Linked DNA regions of Sus scrofa: region 2 is linked to region 1. Evidence: chromatin contacts called from public HiChIP or PLAC-seq data. All regions are on one chromosome and are shown on one strand. The core of a region is the stretch at or near the end of the contact, and the rest is flanking DNA. Distances in the headings are between cores, read along the strand shown.

Region 1 (4,197 bases), core at 1,016-3,515:
GGGAGGGCTCAGGGACATGCTGACACCAGCTGGCCAGCTGGGTCAGCAGGAAATGGCCATGGCCACTTCCCCTGGACACTGAGGGCCACCGCCCTGTCCTCCTTGGGATGTAATGGTCCCGAGCCTCCCATCGTGGGCTTGGGCAGGTAGTAATTGCTCAAGAAATGGTGTACACAAAGCAGGGATCAGGGGCAGCAGACCTCTGGGGAACTGGGCGCTGCTGTGAGCTCCCTGCTGCCCCCTGGGGGCCAAGACAAGAACTTCTTCTACTACCCCAGAAAAATAGGAGCTGCTCACCTGAGGGTCCCGCCTCCAGTCTGAAGTCTCTCCCTGACTCCAGCCCTGTTGGCCTCTGATTTGCCAAGTGCATCCCAACCCCAGGGACTTTGCACTGGCTGTTCCCACTGCCAGGAACACCATGACCCACAGGGAGGCTGTGTGAAGGCTCGGGCTGGAGAAGGGGAGGCTGGGTGAGGCTGCAGGGAGAAAAACACAGCACACTCAGGAAAGACTATCCACTCCAGCTGTGTTAGGACTCTGGCATCGGACTGGAGGGCTTAGCTGGCCATCCTTGGGCTGCAGGGGACAGGGGGCACCGGGGCTGGGTCCAGCCCCTAGAGTCAGGGTGGCCTAAAGGTATCAAGGGGGGGCGGGGAGCAGACCTAGCTTGGGTGACCGCTTGCTGACCCCCATCCTCCTACTCTTCCAGACACCACCGACTTCCAGGAGAGCTTCGTCACCTCTGGTGTGTTCAGTGTCACTGAGCTCATCCAAGTGTCCCGGAGTAAGTGTCCTCACCCACACTGTGCTGGGACCCACAGTGCGGAGGGGGGTTGGAAAGGAGAAGTGTCTTCAGGATGGGGGCTTCAAGAGGAAAAAGGATTTGGGGAGAGGCAGGGCTCAGAGAAGAAGAAGGAGCCCAGCACCCTGCCCCACTCCCCCATGTCCTCTCTAGCCACAACTGTCACCGAGCCAAAGTTCCTAGGAAGGACGGTATCCAGACCCCAGAGCCCAAGGTTAGGGCAAAATGCTCTTCCCCAGGAAAGACTCCAGGTGATTGGTGGAAGGGCTAAAGAAACTTCTGCCCCAGCATCCCCACTTCCTGGGGCCTCCCTCACCCCCCCAGGAGGAGACCCCAGAGGGCCCCTCCCCCATCTGCTTTGCTCCCTATCCTCTTGCCTTACTTGTGGACCTGCGGGGGACCCATATGAAACCCCCCCCCCAGACACCCCTGTTTGAATCCTGCCACAAATAGCTCTGGGCATTGTCCTGCCTTAACCCTAACCATTGCCCTCCCTGCCCAGATCAGCAGAGCCTGGCCTCTGGGAGTGCCAGGAAGCCTGGCCTCCAGCTCTGGCTATGCCTCTACCTCACAGTGTGACCTTGGCCTCTTTCAGTGGCCTGGTGCTTCTGATCCATAGAATAAGGCCAGCTTCAGCCAAATTGGGAAACTGGTCAATTTGGGAAGGGGTTCCCTTTCAGACTGCCAGCCCTCAGATGGCTCCCCCCACCTCTCCAGGGCAAACTGCAGCCCTGGGCTTTGTTCCCTCCCTCACTCTCCTCTCTGTTGCCCTCCACAGCACCTGTGGTGACTGGAACAGGACCCAACTTCTCCCTGGGGGAGCTTCAGGGGCACCTGGCATATGACCTAAATCCAGCCAGCACTGGCATGAGAAGAACGCTACCCAGCACTTCCTCCAGCGGGTATGTGCCCAAAGCCAAACCTATGGTCATTTGACGGCCCCCCGCCCACTTCCATCCAGCCCCATCTTGTTCATTCCTCTCTCTGTTTTCACATTCCACCTGGGAAACTTACTCATCCTTCAAAACCCAGCTCCCAAGTGATTCTTTCCCCAGCCCTGATGTCCTACTCTGGGCTCCCACAGCCTCGAGTCCTGCAAGCCCACACCTTAAGACTACATAAGAATGCAGACACCGGTTCTTTCTGAGATACGCTATATAACCATGAGTCGATCACATTGTCTGCCTCGGTTTCCCCATCTGTAAAATGGGATCATACTCCTACTGAATTATTCAGAGGATCGCAGTAGGCCAAGGCCTTCAGCACTTTAGGCTCCACTCTGCTAGCTTGCTAGCTTGGACCTCGACTGAGTCCTTCCCTGCCTCTAGCCCCAGGCATCCCATCCCAGTAACTGGCAGGTTGAAACAGGTGTTAAGTGAGAACCAGCTGCAGGTCTGCGGCTCGCATTCTGTCTCGCGATAGCACTGCCTTCGCCCCGCCCCCTAAGAGCCGGAAGGAGCGAAGCCCGCCTGGCCCACTGCATCTCCCTGGTAACCGTCTTATTGGCTTCCTCCCCTCGTCCCTTAGGAGCAAGCGGCACAAATCGGGCTCGATGGAGGAAGACGTGGACACGAGCCCCGGCGGCGATTACTACACCTCGCCCAGTTCTCCCACGAGTAGCAACCGCAACTGGACGGAGGACATGGAAGGAGGTGGGGCTGGCGGCGCGGCGGGGGCGGGCCGGCCTTCCGGTCGCGGTTACAGCGGCTGGGCTGGGACTACGTATTCCGTCAGGCACTGCGGGAGACGCTAGGGAGCTGGGAACCGGCCTGGAGCCGCGGGACCTCCTGGGAATTGTAGTCGCGCCGGCTGTGCACGTTTGGAAGTAAAGTTCCGGAACTCTTTGGTTCCGCTTTGGCCGGGGTGGGCGGAGATTATCAATTGCCCGGCTTTCCTGCGCTTTGCCTGTAAGGGCCAATCTCTGTGGGGTTCCGGATCTACAGAATTGACTTAGTAGCGGTTGAGATCTACGGGATGCTTCTTCCTGGAGTCTGCTATAGACCGTCAGCTATAAGGGTCGTCGCTAGAAGGTCCTGCGATGTAGGCTCCCTTCTCGCTGGGTCCTCCTTGGAGTTCCTGTTTTTACAGGATTTCCATCTCCGTAGGATCTTGCTCCATGTGATTCCAGTTCCATAGGAGCCCCGCCTCTTTTCTCATAGCGTCTTTTTCCCGTAGATTTTCTTGTTGCTCTTCTGTCCTCCTAGGGTCCTCTCCAGAGGATTCCTTTCATGGGATTCCTGTTCTGTAGGGTCAGTGGTTCCGAAGGGTCTCTTTTCTGTCGAGCGCTGCTTCATCGGGATTCTTTGTTTGTTTACCGTCTCCCCAGGAGCTTTTTCTGAAGATTTCCCTGTGGAGTTCCCTTCACTGTGGTTCTCATCTAAAAAATCCCTTTCACCTTCTGATTTTGCTGCTCTCTAGCGGGTCAGCATCCGTGACTTTCAGGAAATTGTTAGCAAAGTAGCCTGAAGGAAGGGTGACCCTGGCATTCCTCAGATCCTCAGCTGGGTCTGTGCCCCAAAATTTTAGAAGCATGGCTCTTCCCAGCCCCCATCTTGTATCAAAACTTCATGCCAGAGGATAGCCTAGTGGTTACAAACATGGGCAGTCGAGTCCCTCAGCCCTTAGCTTCCTGGTGACCCCACCTCTCTGGGCCTCAGTTTCTTTGTGGAGGGGGGGTGTGGTGTGGCGCCTGAACCCTCGGCATATGGAAGTTCCCAGGCCAGGGGTCAAAGTGAGTTCCCAGACTAGGGGAGGGAGCAGCAGCTGCCAGCCTAAGCCATGGCCACAGCCACAGCAGCACGGGATCCCAGCTGTGTCTTCAGCCTACAGCACAGCAGCTCATGGCAACACAGGGTCCTTAACCCACTGAACGAGGCCAGGGATCAAACCCGAATCCTCATGGATCCTAGTCGGGTTTGTTAACCACTGAGCCACTAAGGGAACTCTGGGCCTCAGTTTCTTCATCTGTAAAATAGGTATGTTAATACCTGGCAGTAACCACCTCATAGGGTTGTTGTAGGAACTAAGTGGATTAATACATATGATCCCTAAAACAAGCTTGGCACATAATAAGTGCCCAGAATACCTTATGATTATTTCCCTCTCTCCTTCTCTTCTCTCCCTGCTACTTATCCTTGTAGAGTCCAATTTCTCATAAAGATCTGTCTGTACAAAAAAAAAAAGATCTGGGGAGTTCCCGTCGTGGCTCAGTGGTTAACGAATCCAACTAGGTACCATGAAGTTGTGGGTTCGATCCCTGGCCTTGCTCAGTGGGTTAAGGATCCGGCGTTGCCGTGAGCTGTGGTGTAGGTTGCAGATGTGGCTTGGATCCCGTGTTGCTGTGGGTCTGGCGTAGGCTGGCAACCACAGCTCCGATTAGACCCCTAGCCCGGGAA
Region 2 (4,197 bases), core at 1,122-3,621, 50 kb before region 1:
CAGAGGGGAATTTCCAGTCAAGTGTTTAAAGGTGCAGCCCGGTTTCTTTCTCACTGCTAATAGTAAAATGTGAGAGGAAAGAGATAGATGGAGGGGAAAACTGTTAAGCAAAAAGGAACCAGGACTTGATGATTTGGGAGATTCTCAGCCAATGCAGATCACAAAAGATGCTAATATTAGGAGGTTCACGGTCAGGAAATCGTGCTCCAGACAATCATCACTTACCAGCTGGGGACCTTGGGCAAGAGTCTAAACCTGTCTGAGGCTCAGTTTTCTTATCTGTGAAATGGGGATACAAAGGTAAGCACCCACCTCATAAGGCTGTTGTGAGGGTCAGTGGATAGCCTTGTGGAAAGCATTTAATTCTATGTGCATAGGCCCAGTCAGGTGGCCTCATGGAGAGAATGATGGGTGGGGGGCTACTTCTGTGCCCCCCTTAGTGCCCTCTGGACCCCAATCCTTGCCTGGCTGTTATCGATCCATCCCTAGCCTCCTCTCCTCTCCTCCCAGGTACCTAATTCCCTGAGGCAGGGGAGGGACCGAGGATTCAAGCTGGGGATTAACTGAGGCAGATTAGAGAGGAGCTGAGAGAGAGCAAGTGCCTGGGGGGGGGGGTCTCTATCCTCTTAACCCTTTCCTCTCTGGAGCCACTCTGCTTCCTTTTGCCTTCTGGTGTATGAGAGCAGCGGCCACCTCCAGAATCCCCCTGCCCACCAGCGGAGCACCCTGAAAGCAGTGTTAGGATGAGGACCCTTGGGCTTCTGACAGCCTGGTTGATGGGTTCCCCTCTTGGGGCCTCACTCTTCTCTTAAAAACGGGGAAAGGAATGTGCGGACAGAAGACAGACGAAAGGAGAAACCTCTGCGTCCTAGAGTGAACGCCTGAGATGCTGGCTCCATGGAGCCCATACGTTCTGATCACCTACTATGTAGCGGGGCTGTTGTTACTATCGTTCGCCTGGGACATTTCCCAGGGTGCCAGCATTGCATAGAATTAACTTTCAGAAGCCCCCAGAGTCAGCTGTGGCTCCAGAAGGGCGGTCCAGGGCCTGATTCCCCTCCCGGGGTCCGCCTGCACTCATCCTAAACCCTGGCTCCTCCCTGGGGGAGCAGGGAACCACTTCCCCAAAGGGGTCCCAGAATCCTGGAGCCCCAGTTGAAGGGAAGTGAGGTCGCAGGCGGGGGGTGGGGAATCCAGACAGCAAAACCGCAACAGAATCTCCTTCACCCCATGGGGTACCGGCCAGCCCCCCTCCCGTCGTCCCCCAGTTGCGCCAGACGCAGAGCCGGGAAGGGGGGCGGGGGGCGGAGAGAAGGGGGCGGTGCCTACTCTGCGGCTGCCGGAGGAGGAGGAGGGGGGACTGCGGGAAAGCGCTCGGCCGGGTGGGGGGGGGCGCTGCGGCACGGCTTCCCAGCCCGCGGCCCGCGCAGCAGGGGCGGGGGCGCTGACCCTCCTCGGCCCGACCCCTCCCCCCCACCCCGCGGAGGCCTCGCCATTAATCCTGACTTGGGGAGGGGGCGCCCGCTCCCCCCCATACACCTACCGAGCCGCCGCGCGTTCTCCCCGCCCCCTGCCCTGCCTGGAGCCCCTGCGGGACCCTCAGGGAACCCCTGCCCCCCCAGGTCTGTCGCCCTCGGTGTCCAAGTCTCTGTCTGTATCCCCATCTGTCCCGTCTCTCCGCTGTGCTTGTTTGTGTCTGTGTATCCGGGACACCTGCACTCACTGGCAAGGGTGGCTGCCGCGATGGCCTAGGGGAAGGGGTCCTGGGGGTCGGCTTGTGGGTCCGTCCAAGGTCTGAAGTGTCTTTCTACTATTGTCAATCCGTGTGAGTGTCTGAGTGCCCCTGCAGGCTGTGAGTCTGTGTATGCAACAGCATGGAGGCTGTGGGTGTCTGGGTGACACCCAGCAGGCTGTAAGCATGTGGGTCCCCGTGTGTCTGTCTGGGTGACACCCACAAGCTGTGAGTGTGAGTCTGTGTTCGTGGCATCCTGCAAGAGGTGTGTGTCCGAGAACCTCATCGGCTGTGAGCGTGGGCCCCGTGGGTATCTAGGTGACACCCGTAGGCTGTGTGTCTGTAACACGATGCAGGCGCGGCGGTGTGCGTTCTGTGTCGGTGTCGGAGTCGAGGAGGCCCGGTCCGCGCGTGTCCCCAGCCGTCTGCGTGCGTGTGTGTGTATGTGTGTGTATATGTGTGTGAGCGCGCGCGCGCGCGGTGAAGGTGGATCCGTTCCCTCCGCAGCGAGCCCGACTCGGGCCCCACTACCCGCCGCTACGACCGCTCGCCTGGCCTTCCCTGGTGAGGGCCGGACGGAGGATGGAGCCGCAGAGGGAGCCGCCGCAGCCGGGGCCGGGGCGCAGAGCCGCCTGAGGCGCGGGCGGTGCGCGGGACCGGGGGGAGGGCGGGCCGAGGGGAGGGTCCTGGGCCGAGGGGGGGCGGGCGCGGCGAGCCCCCTCCCTCGCGCGCTCGCTCCCTCCCCCGCGCGCCCTCCCTCGCCGCCTCCTCCCGCCGCCTCCGGCCCCCCCTCGCCGGGGACCGAGCGCGCTCGCTCCGGCGCCGGCCTCGCCTCCTCGCAGCAGCGCCATGGTACGTCGCCGCCCCCACTTTCGTTTTCGCCCGGGGAGTTTTTGGGGTGGTGCGTGGGCTCCGGGCGAAAGTTGCGATGTCTGGGGGGCAGGGGGCGGGGGCCGCCCAGGGGAGGGGCTCAATGTGAGGACCCCCCCCCTTCCCGCCCGCAGCCCGGGGACCTCCGCCCGCCGATCCACAACCCCCCCGCCAGCGGCTGGGGGCGGAGCTGGTGCGCGGGTCGCAGCCGGGGACCCCAAATGGGGGCCCCTCGAGGGCGCCGCGGAGTTGGTGGGGAGGGCGGGGCTCCCGAGAGAGGGTCCCCCCCCAGGCCAGGCCCCCGCCCCCTCCCTGGCCAGGCGGGAGGCGGGAGGGCGCGACCCAGGGCACAAGACCCCCAAGCTCGCAGCCCGCGGGGGAGCCGGGGCCAGGGAGGGGGCGCGGAACCGGGCCGTGAGGGGTTGGGGTCGCGGCGGCCCCTGCGGGGTGTCCCGGCCCGGGTAAGCGCGGCGCGCCAGCTAGCGGAAAATGGCCGCTGCGGAGAGGGGCGGAGAGCGCGCAGCGGCCGCCGCCGGGCGCCTTGAACTTGGAGCCGGGCGGGCGGCCGCGCTGAGCGCCGCGCAGGAGCAGCCGCCCGACTAGCCCTCGTGCCGCCTGAGCCCCGCCCCCGGGCCGACCCCGGCCCTGCCGCTGATCAGGCCGGGTCCTAGCCGAGAGGGGTCAAGGGGTCTAGGCCGGGCGCGCCCCAGGCCCGCCAGCGCCGGTAGCTGCTCTTGAGGGTTCCGGTGTCCGGTCCGCTGTTGTTGGTGGCATCCGCACTCGATGGGTGCGTTTGGAGACCCCTGCGCTCTCAAACGAGTCGGCACAGTAGTCCGGGGAGTGCGTTCGCGGGTCTGTGCGGCTGGGTGGCCCCATCCATGTCCATGGTCCCCAGGCGTGGGGTCTTCTTCTTTATGTATCTGTGTGTCTGCGCATCCACGTGGCTGTGTGTGTTGTGTTGCGTGTGTTAAGAGCATTGTGCGGCTATGGGACAGTGTGTGTGTTGAGGTAACTGGGCGACTCTGCCATGCGTCCCCTTTGGGGCGGTGTTGTGAAGTTGTGTGGCAGGGTTGTGTGTTCCCCGGGGACGTGATGTCCCTGGGTGACCGTGGGGGTGTCCCCATGTGAGTATGTGGGGGTTAGGGGGTTGCCAGTGAGTGGGGATCTGTGTCGTGTGGGTGCATCTCAGGGGGCAGTTTAATGTCGCTGTGTACCTTTGGCGTTGAGTGACTATTCCTGGGGATGGGTCTACACTCTTCACCCACCCCTCCAGTTCCATTTTTCCTTTAATCCAGGCTTCAAGGTGCCGGACGAATACTTCCTCTACCTTGCCACAGCTCTGCCTCCTCCACTCACTCCCCACAGGGTCTCCTCCTGTTCCCCCTGCCTTAGGGTGCCCCAGCCGCGCAGCTCCAGGTGGTCCCAGCTTGAGGTTCGGGCGCGAGGTGGCGCCGGGACGCGATCACTTGGCCGGCGACGTCTCCCGTGAGGGGCTGCGCCTGCGCGGGGACCTGGCCCAGAGGGGGGCGGGGCAGCGGGTTCTCCCCCCACACACACCCCGCCTATGAGGAGGTCTCTAGGGATGGATGGGTGGT

The links. HiChIP or PLAC-seq counts read pairs in DNA pulled down with a chosen protein or histone mark.
Region 2: an H3K27ac HiChIP or PLAC-seq map of alveolar macrophages shows a contact between it and region 1. The contact joins the promoter of NFIC here to the enhancer-like site in region 1. A contact is called at or near these places in 2 of 5 promoter capture datasets (both in liver), 15 of 47 Hi-C or Micro-C datasets (alveolar macrophages, blood, brain and 8 more) and 2 of 2 datasets of contacts at active chromatin or transcription factors (alveolar macrophages and skeletal muscle).

What each region holds. Positions count from the first base shown.
Region 1 is chr2:75,210,744-75,214,940 of Sscrofa11.1, reverse strand. It overlaps NFIC (nuclear factor 1 C-type), which reads left to right. Exons shown (of 10, transcript XM_021084131.1): 4 at 710-784; 5 at 1,581-1,704; 6 at 2,330-2,454. Among named protein-coding and RNA genes, the nearest start is that of SMIM24, 34 kb to the right of the region's middle. Within about 2 kb of position 2,265, at least 58 of the 83 cell types and tissues checked have an H3K27ac peak or open chromatin away from gene starts, as enhancers often do. A contact at or near this core is called in alveolar macrophages, embryonic fibroblasts, fetal liver and 3 more, where this site is marked.
Region 2 is chr2:75,260,664-75,264,860 of Sscrofa11.1, reverse strand. It overlaps NFIC (nuclear factor 1 C-type), which reads left to right and starts at 2,371. Exons shown (of 10, transcript XM_021084131.1): 1 at 2,371-2,584. The coding sequence starts at 2,582.